Regions from separate parts of the Ovis aries genome. Here region 1 is linked to region 2. Evidence: chromatin contacts called from public Hi-C data. All regions are on one chromosome and are shown on one strand. The core of a region is the stretch at or near the end of the contact, and the rest is flanking DNA. Distances in the headings are between cores, read along the strand shown.

The links. A called contact is a pair of places that touch in the nucleus more often than the background predicts.
Region 1: a Hi-C map of liver shows a contact between it and region 2, with 4 times the contacts expected there. The contact joins the promoter of FOXA1 here to the enhancer-like site in region 2. A contact is called at or near these places in 3 of 16 Hi-C or Micro-C datasets (liver, mixed tissues and tail adipose tissue).

What each region holds. Positions count from the first base shown.
Region 1 is chr18:45,506,059-45,511,451 of ARS-UI_Ramb_v3.0, reverse strand. It overlaps FOXA1 (forkhead box A1), which reads left to right and starts at 3,742. Exons shown (of 2, transcript XM_027957292.3): 1 at 3,742-4,085. The coding sequence starts at 4,014. TTC6 (tetratricopeptide repeat domain 6) reads right to left here and starts at 3,519. Exons shown (of 32, transcript XM_060401450.1): 1 at 2,918-3,519.
Region 2 is chr18:45,217,971-45,222,853 of ARS-UI_Ramb_v3.0, reverse strand. It overlaps MIPOL1 (mirror-image polydactyly 1), which reads right to left. Exons shown (of 18, transcript XR_009597113.1): 2 at 1,851-1,929. Among named protein-coding and RNA genes, the nearest start is that of MIPOL1, 57 kb to the right of the region's middle. Within about 2 kb of position 3,158, at least 2 of the 54 cell types and tissues checked have an H3K27ac peak or open chromatin away from gene starts, as enhancers often do. A contact at or near this core is called in liver, where this site is marked.

The sequences.
Region 1 (5,393 bases), core at 2,493-4,992, 290 kb before region 2:
GTTCCAGGAGACTGTGAACCGCGTGCAAGGCGACAGGTCTTAGTTCCTCGGCGTCTGATTCTCCCGGGACGTGGAGGATCGAAGCTTCTTATCTGGGGGGCGGGTGGGAGCCTGTGGCCGAGCTCGGATCACCCTGCAGCGAGCATGCACCCTGGGCCCGCGGCCGCGGGCGAGATCTGGCCGAGGCTCGTCGGGGAGGGGAGGGCTGGTGGGGAAAGGGGACACATTTTTAGACCCCGCCGCCCCGGGCCCTGCTGTCTGCCACGCGTCTAAACGGTCCCGCTGAACAGGTAGGACCTGGTGCCGCCACAGGCAACCAGCTGGGCCCGAGGCGCGAGCCCCCGGCCTTTGCTTCCAGTCTTCACCCTCGACTTCTCCCTGACCGAGTGGAGATCTGCGGAAGGGGCTCCTAGCCAGGTAATGCTGGGAGAGCGGAGCGAAGGTGGCTAAGTTCGGTGGGTGGGCCAGGCGCCACCGGCCCCCAGGGCCCGACTGCGAGGAGAGCGGACCCCAAGGGGGTAGAGGGCGCAGCTTCCGAGAAGGGCGGGGCCCCTTCCTCCGTCCTTGTTCACCTGGAGGTACCCGCGCACCTGCCATCGCGACTGCCCTGACTGCCTCCATCCAAGGAGCCTGCCCACTCCGCTACCCAGGCCACTCCAGGCGCGCTCTGTTCGCCCTGGCACAGGCCACTTGAGCCCGGGACGCCCCAGGAGCCGCCACGTGGCTGCCCTCGGGGCTCCCTTACCTCGATTCCCCCCCCGCGACCCCACCTCCCCGACACAGAAGGCAGGTCCAGTTGCCTGGAAAGCGCAGCAATCTTTCTGCACCGCGTAAAGGCAGGGCCTATTAGGGAGAAAAGGTTGGAAATGAGCAGGCTGCAGCAGCCGGGCTTGTTACCTGGTTGCTGGTCAGCAACCTAGAAACAGCAGTTTTGTTGGTCGTTAATTTTCCAAACCAAAGACCCAATAGGGCACTGATGATTAGCTTTTAAATCTCAGGGAAATGACCGACTGGCAGCAGGGTACACCAGAACTTCACCTTCTAAATTTGTTAGGTGTCTTGGAACACCGCGACCGAGATGGAGAGAGGCTAGAAGCTCACCGAGCTGCCACCTTTCCTTCTTCTTGGCCTCGGGCAGTCGGCTCTAGGAACCAAAAATCTCTGGCTGAGGGAGGCGTGCGAGGTTCCAGTCTCGCCTGCTAGTGCTGGCTGGGGGCGCCTGCGGCAGGATTCCGCGTTCCCTTTTCACTACAGGAGGCGCTGTGATCGCGGGAATTCCTCGGGCTGCGGACAGGGTCCCCAAGCTGGATCAAGGTTCTAAAACTAGCAGAGCCCGCTCTTCACCACCGATCTTGAGCTTTGGAGAAGCCCTGAAGAAACTTCACTTTGGCCATCCGCTCTGAAAAATGGGTGTCCCCCCCCCCCACCACCACCAAGCTGAATTTTTTGTAAGATGAGATCTAGTGGGTTTGAGATGTGGGCTGACAGGAAGATTTTTTTTTTTTTTTTTTTACTCCCTTGACGGTTACAGCCTTTGGTTTGGTTTATTTTCCCCTTAAAGCTCCGGCTTTTTGTGTAACATAAAAGTTATTGCTAAGTTGTTACTACCCAAGGAAAATACCCTAGTCATGCTGGATGTGGTGGAAGAGCCAAGAGGGCGTTGGCGAATCACCGCGGGAAGGAACAAGGAAGCTCATTAGCACTGAAAGTACCCCCACCTCCCCAGTCAGGCTGAGGAGCCTATGCATCCATGTACTTTACAAATGGGACTAAGGTCCTGCTGTTGATGGGAACCTTGCACAAAAGAATTAGTTTCTGACTGTCGCCCTGAGAAATATGTGCAGACCCACAGGTTTGCAGATATATTTACACAAATTGATGGGACTGGCTGCAGTTGGGGAGGGCGACTGGCTGCTGAGTTCCAGGTGATTTAATTTCACTCTCAAGCCTTTCCTTACAGTGTGACGTTACTCACTACCACCACCCTCCCTTTTTTTTTCTTAAAGGAATTGGAATCCAATGCTTTTATCTTTTTTTATTTCCTTAACTACACATCTTCACCCTCTCATGCTCTCCTGCTGATTTAAGAGATTTGTTTGGTTCAAGGATTTAATGTGATTCTCTTGCCAGATTTCAAGGAAGAAAGGTTTGTAAGAACAAAGCACAGGGGGGAAAGGAATCTGTTTGGAAGACAAGTTAAAACACATTTCTTAAAATGAGATTAATAACAGTTTAAAACTTTGCCAAACAAGAATATTTCGCGGATTCTTAGTCCTTTCGGAAAGATTTTTTATTGCTACTTAAACCTAGTGGTTCTCCGAAAGTACAGCACATACATGGTCACACACACACACACTCAGAACCACACAATCACCATAGCACAACCTCTCACCAACTCACTGCCTACCACCCAGTCACTTTAGTTGGTCCTCCCCAGGGCTTGTGGGCAAGCCACTACCCAGAGTCTCATAGAAGCCAAGAGGCTCTGCTTGAAGAAGCACTTCCCACGGATGTCCAGTCCCAGCCCGGCCACTCCAGATCAGAGATGGGACCAAGCACCGCCGTCACCACCGCTGGCTTCGGCCTGGCACCTCTCTAGCCGAGTAGATGCTTTCCCGCGCCCGAGCCCAGCCTCTCCCGGCGCGTATTTAGGGAGATGTCCCCTCCCCCTGACCTTTCCCTATCAGAAACCAGACGGTCGCCTCCAGCTCAGTCCCCGAGGCTGCGGAAGGGGGGCGGGAGGAGGAGCTGGGCAGAGGGAGGACGGCCCGACTCGGGTCCGCCTGCCCTATCACATAGACATCTGTTCTCAGTTTCTTCCTCTTCGTGATCGCTGCAGATGACAGGGGGAGTAGAGCGGATCGAGGTGGAAAAAAAAAGTTATGTCATAAAGATATAAAACGGTGTTGTGACTCACCTGCTCTTAGCCGCAGGTACGGGTTTCGTGGCAGCGTCTCCACTCTGCTAGCCAGGAGCCGGGATCGGCCTAACGTCACCTGGCTCGGCTGACTCAGATGGCCGAGTTTCTAGTGACGGGGCAAAAGTGGGGCTTTTTCCTTTTTCAGTCCTGAAGTCCGGGGCGGGGGCCGGGGGAGGGAGGAGGAAGTCTGAATTTTCCAGTCTCCCGGGGTTGAACTTTTAGGTCAGGAATCAGAAGGGCGGGAGCTGGAAGCGGGCAGAATAGTAGGAGGCAGGAGGGGCGCGGGACGGGGTCGCAGCACCGAGGGCCGAAGGTCCCCCAGGGGAACCCTGGGGTCATGGAGCCGGCTCTACCCCCAGGAGCCCGGGCTCCAGCGCCACCGCCCCCAGCGCTTCATCGGCTGCGCGGTTCCCATCCAAAACCCTCGCTAGCACTCCCGGCCCCGCCTATTTTTCTTTTTTCCTCTTCCAAAGAGGGGTTACACACACACACACACCCCACCCCGCCTCCACCACCGCCACCCGGGTTTCCCTCTTCCCCCAGCCTCCCGGCTTAAACCAATTACGCCGCTTGGCAAACAAAGTGAGGGTCGGGTTTGGGGGAGGGGGCGCGGCGGGAGGGGGCCCAGGGGGCGCGCGCGGCGGCGGCGGCGCGGCGGGGCGGGAGGCGCGGCGGCCGGGCTGGCGGGCGGCCGCCTCGCAGGTGCACCTCGGGCTTTGTAGGTGCGAGCGTCTTTGTGCGGCGGACAAATGGGGAGAGGACGAGGAGGTGGGCACTCGAGCGACGTAAGATCCACATCAGCTCAACTGCACTCATCTCGCAGAGGCCGCCAGCTCACTTCCCGCGGAGGCGCTCCCCGGCGGCGCGCTCCGCGGCCGCCGCCTGCCCCCGCCCGCCCCACCGCCGCCGCCGCCGCCGCCGAGCACGCCGCGCCCCGCAGCTCCTGGCTTCCTCCTCGCTAGGGTGGCGTTGGGCCGGCGCGGGCCCTCGGGTGACTGCAGCGGCTCGGCTCCCCGCCCCCCGCCCCGGGCCGCGCGGCTGCCAGTCGCTTCGCACAGGGCTGGATGGTTGCAGCGAGCAGGGTGGCTCCAGGATGTTAGGGACTGTGAAGATGGAAGGGCACGAGAGCAGCGACTGGAACAGCTACTATGCGGACACACAGGAGGTGAGAGGCGGGCGGCAGGCGGGACGTTCCTGGAGCCAGTGCTGGGACGGGGGAAACCAGGCTAGGCGGGCAGCGGGTGGACTGGGGGCTCCTCCTCCGTGCCACCGGTGCCTACCCACCCGGGTTAGCCCCGGCCGGGCCTTGGCTAAACGGGCCTGGGGGCCGGATCCTCAGCCCGGCCCGGGGACGGGATTCCGGCGATCGGCGCTCCGAGCGGGCGAGACGGTTTTAGGAAACTCTTGCTGTGAAAGCACCCGCTCTCTGGGACACACTTGCCTCTTGCTTGCGGAGAACGGGAGCCAGAGCCCAGACCCGGGTGCCGCGCGCGGGTTGGCTGGCTGGCGGAGGCATGAGTTTGAGGCAAGTCTGAAAAGGGTAGAAATTCGCCTGCGGGGCAGTTTCTTCCTGCCGTAGTTGAATTCTCAGATGTCTTCTGATGAAAGCGCGCAGCCGCTAATAATGCGAATCTTGATAATGAAATGATTCCGAAATTTTGTAAAAGTTCTTCAAAAGCCCTGTTTGGGGAGAAGTGTGCTTCTTCCTGTTTAGAACCGCTGGGTGGCGCTAGTGAGAGCTGACTTTTCCTCCAGCACTCCGGGCGGGCGGAGAACCTGTTTCTCTTCATTGTCCCCTTGGTGGCACGTTCGTGTGGTTTATTTTATCAATACAGTGTGCACAAAGGGATTGCGAGGAAAACCAGGTACAGGCAGGACCACCTCCTACTCCTAAAAGTATTTCTCTGGAAATAACTGGCGATTACCCTCCAAAAATGTACCATTATTGAAAACGTTTATTGAAACTGCCTTGGATAATCTTGGGAAGAGGAAAAGTAAAATATACTTTAAGACATGGACAGAAAAACATAAAATCAAGAAATATTTTCATGGTAATTAATTTATTTAAATTTATATGTGTATATATTCACAAACATATCCCGAGTTTATTTGCATACTATAGCAGAATGTGTGCCTAATTAAATGTTTGTTCACCTTTTATGTTTTCAAATAAAGTCATGTTTTCGGATGAAAATAAATGTAAGGATATTATTTTTAGTAAGTTAACAGATAAGTAGTTTTTACATTTCTATACTCTATATTTTTAACATATCTAGTGCATTCTCAGATTGCCATTGATAAGAGTTTTCCCCTACTGATGATTTAAGAAGAAGCTCAGAACACTTCCTCAGATTTAATTCAGGTACAGTCATCTCCGCTCACTAGTGAGTTAAATTCTCTATGAAAAGAGCTTCTTTACAGGTTAGAATTGGGAAGTAGAATAGCATTAAGAGAAAGCAAGTGGACTTTGATT
Region 2 (4,883 bases), core at 1,909-4,408:
ACAGGGAACAAAAGCAAGAAGGGCATTGTTATTTACTTCCTCTTTTCTTATTTTGCACATACATTGAGTAAGAACTGCTTTGAGTTTTTCAAGAGTGTTTGCCTGCTTATCTGCATAAATGAATAAAAACAGCTACAACAAATAGTTTCCTGCTTCACCCCAATACATCATTATCACAAGTTGAATATAAAGAGAGTAGACTAAAATCAAGTGCCACAAAATCCTTCCACTAAAGCTATTAACTTTTCATTAAAATCCTTAACTATGTACATTACTCAGGTACTACTTGCTATTCCTTTATACACAATGCAATCAGTTACGTGGATACTAAACTCAGAATGTAGCCTAGAATCATAAGAGAAAGGTTGCTAACGGTACGCTAAATGACAAGAAAATCTGTAATAGTATAGAAATCAAAAACAAATGGAGAAATCAAAAAAGATATACTCAGTGTAGCATCTTTCTGTATCTCGCAAGAATGTAGCTATTAACTGATTTAGTTCAAGGATGACAGAAGAGTTCCCTCAAATGGCCTTTAACCTTCCAAAAAAGGTAACAGTGTGGTTGATAAATGGTAAAGAAAGCCCTGTTGAAGAAGAGGGGAAAGAGAGATGTGTGCAATGTTTCGATAATAATTCTATTTGGAAAAATTCAGAGGACATAAAAATGACGAACATAAAATTTCAAGTCTTCAACTATACGTCATACTATATTCAGAATGATTTGTTATCCAAGGATTTCAGATTTGCAACTGTATCCACATTTAGTAAAAGACCTCAAATAAAAACCAAACATTTTTAAAACCTGTCTGTGTAGCACTTATTCTACCTTGCTCTACACACAGATGGGTGTCCTCTACTTATCTACCTACGTTTGTACCTATCCATCCATCCATCCATCCATCCATCCATCCATCCCTCCATCCCATCCACCCTTCCACTATTTCTCCCTTTGGCAGGACATCTCTTTGTCTGTCTGTCTTTCAGACTGTGTTTCTCTCTGACTGCTCTCTCCTCTGCCTGTGCACATCCGCTTTCCTCTGCACATCTCTGCGAGTGTCTGTGGCTCTGACTCTTTAGGGAGAATCCCCCTTTGACTGTTTTTCTGTGGTTGTCTCTGAGTGCGCCTTTTAGTGTACAAGTGTCTCTGTATGTGTCTCTGTTTTTCTGTGTATGTGTGTCTCCTCTCCTTACATGTCTGTCTCTGCATGTATGTGTATCTTCCATGTCTCTTTGTGCTCATCTCTGTCTCTTTCTGAGAGTGTCTGCGTGTACACAGGTGCCCCCCTCTCTCAGTGTGTCCCTTTCCCGTCTCCGCCCAACTCCTCTCTCTCTGTCACAGGATGTCTGTTTCTCTTACTCCGGTACCTCTCCATGAGTCTCGGGATGTGTGTCTTCTTGTGTGTATCTATGCATGCGTCTCTCTCTGTGTACCTCTATATGTGTACCTGTGTCTTTTTCATTGAGTTTACCATCTCCCCCCTGTGTCTGTGTCTCCTTTCTCTGTTTGGGTTTCTTTCTCTGAGTTTGCCTCTCTGCATGCATTTCTCTACTAGTCATTCTCTCAATCTCCTCTATCACTTTGTGGGTGTGTGTCTTTCTCTTTGTGTGTCTGCTTTCCTTTTTCTCTTTCAGTGTCTCTTGCTCTGTGCCTTTTCTCTTTCTCCTTGTGTCTCTTTTGCAGAATGTGGGTCTTTCTGTGTATACTTCCTTCCTTGCATGTGTGCGTGCGTGTGTGCTTGTGCTTATCTGCTCCTGTCTAATACACTGGTTAGAACAAACACACTTCATTCAGTGCCTTAAAGTAGCACATCACCTGGGGTTTGGTATTAATACCTTAAAAGTCCTTACCTTTTGACCAGTCCTCCATTTGCACTTCTGTTCTTGTTTGCTCTGGCAATGTCTCTGGTTTCTGCGCCAAGATTTGAGGCTAAAATAAAGCCAACTCTAGATAAATAAACTTAAAACAATATATCAGAACACACCTAAATCTTACCTTTGTTTAAGAGAGAATTTACAGGATAACTGGTTTTCTAAAACACTTATAATAGGACAATTAACTGTATATTTCAACACGTGAAATTAAATCTTTTTTCTCAGAAAAATAGTTCTTTCATTCACACTTACATTTTAGTAAATACAGTTCAAGGGTAAGTGTCTAGACATTCTTGCTCCTTTGGTTAGGGAACTATTCAATTTATTTAACTTAAGTCTTCTGCAACTATTAATACAACTTCAACAATTTAAGAAAAATAAAAATTTTACTCTATTTGTCATAAGTTTATAGCAAAAATTTCAAACTTATTTATTTGAATGTATATTTGCACATAAATATTTCATAGTGTGTAATTTTAAAATGTTACTCTAATTTTTTTAAAGGTTATTTTCAGCTTGTGGAATTATTGGTATTTCTCTCTTGCATTTGTTTTCATAATAAATATGATCAAAGCTATGCAAGTTCACTTTTTTGCATGCTTTTAAAGAGAATAATAAAATTAGATTCACCTCACAGCTAGAACTCTGCGTTCTTTAAAAAGTCCTCAAATAAAGCTGTAGCAAGCTTCTCCTATTCCAATTTTCTCTAAATATGTTGATCTGGAGTTGGCAATCTTTTTCTAAGTTCCTCATTTACTTTTGGATTAACTGAAAATATAGGAAGTTATTAATATCAAAGAAATATGTTCCAGTCAATGAAGCCATTTCCTTCCATATTGCCCAAAAAGGTTAATAATAATTGCAGTCTTTTAATAAGAGATTCATATAGCAAGACATGTAGAAAATACAGTCTTTAATAACCTCTGGAGTATTTTAAAACATGCCTTACAGGCCTTAATGTGCTTAGTAATATACTATTTAAAACCATAATTTTATCCCTTTGCGATATACAGTCACTCTTCCTCATCATTTACCCAGCTAATGAATGCCAGCAATTAGTAAAATGTAATCCCATTGCACAATCATTTTAATGCTTTTAGCACTCAGAAAAGTAAACACCAAATTAATACTGCTCAAGCCATATCAGATCCTAGTTGGAAGCAAGCAATTATAGTTCAGCTCCTCAGGTGTAATTAAATGATTGGAATGATTTAGTTCCATAAATGCAAGTTAATTCATAAGCAAGCAACAAATATACTGGGAGTAATTACAAGAAACATTGACAGTCTAAGTAGGGCTAATTCTTTTATGAGACTGATATAGTAAAATGCTGCCCTCTCCTGGGCATATAAGTGAATACTTCAGAGCCAAAAACAAAACATTTCCCCTTACCCAAAATCTAAGTTTTAAAAGGACACTAAAAAGGAAAAAAAAAAGAAATATATATATATATACACACATATATATATATTTATATATAAATTTGATTTCATTCCTTAAGCAAAAGATTTTCATTTATGGCTTATTGTGATAATTTTTTCACACTCTAGTAATTAGTGATTTTTCCATTCAAGTTCTGAATATGAGTCCCAAAACATACCAGGCAATTCCTATAATCTGATGAAACTAAATCATTCATATAGGACACTGGCTGCAAGTGAAACTTCTAGTTCCCTCTCGGACTGTCAGACCAACACCTATATTCTCTCAATGGTAAACCCTAACTAGACTGCTAGAGATTTAAGCTATGATTTTATAAGTACTAAAAATGGATAAAAAAAATAATCTCTGATGGATATAAAACAAAACACTCAGTATTACTGTGACTATACAAAATGGTCTAAACTAATTGTTTTTAATGAACTCCAATAACAACAATAACAAAAAAGACCTACAGCACCTGTATAATATCATTACAAGCTCATTTTAAAACATAAATAGCAGGCAGTACACAAAATAAAACACCCCAGTTTTACTTAAGCCATTCCCAACTTTTTACTTTTTTAGGCTAACATTCAGAACAAATTTACTTGAATACTACCTGATGTGTATCAACTAAATTTCTTACACTATACTTTTAGAAATGTATTTTTTACACATTTAAGTTATGATATAACCAGTAAGACTATGTTAACACATATGTATTTGTATCACTAAGCCTATTCAGAATCATCCCTTAAACTTTGTACAAAATTGAACATATGCTCAAACATAAACAATGGTATAACAAGTGTTTAGGGGAGCTGGTTTCCTGGTGAACTTGTTTCTAAAAGGAAAAATAATTTTAAAGAAAAAAAAAAAAACAAAAAACAAGTGTTTAATTCTCCAATAAATGCAATAGATACTTGCAGGGGATAATGCTTATCAGTATCAATTTTTTTAGTCCGGGAGGGAACAATATTCCTTTCTACTATGCTTTCAAATGCAGTAAAATAACTATATTCTAAGTCACAGCCTATGCAAACTATAGAAATAAACCAAAATATTAAAAAGTCCTGCCACTAAGTTTAAAATGTACAGCACATTTGCTTTGCCCTTGATGTCACAGTCTTATTTTTCAATTCATATCTTGTACACTGTAAGTTAATTGCTTTTGGAAAGTACTTATTATTCATGTAAAAATTAATGTGCCAATGTGTTTAAATCCTCTTAAATGACCATTCATGCATCTTTCTTCTTTAAGTACCAATGAAATCTGTCAAAAGACATCAATGCAAAATGGTCTTAAAGAAAGTTCTAATAGAGATTTTTTTTCTGCTAACACAAGATTTTCATATTCACCAACTTTACTTCAATTTCATTAATTTTTTAAGCTACTTTTAATAAATTCACCAAGTAAAATTTTTAGGCCCCATAGTCTGTCATTTGTGTTCCAGCTGACATTATGAATATTAATAACCGTGTTATCCTGATTAAATAGGCTTCATATGAAATCCCTGTGAATCCTATAGCTCAGACATCTCATTTTTCCAACTCTTTATGAATTTGGATTCAGACATTAAACTGGAA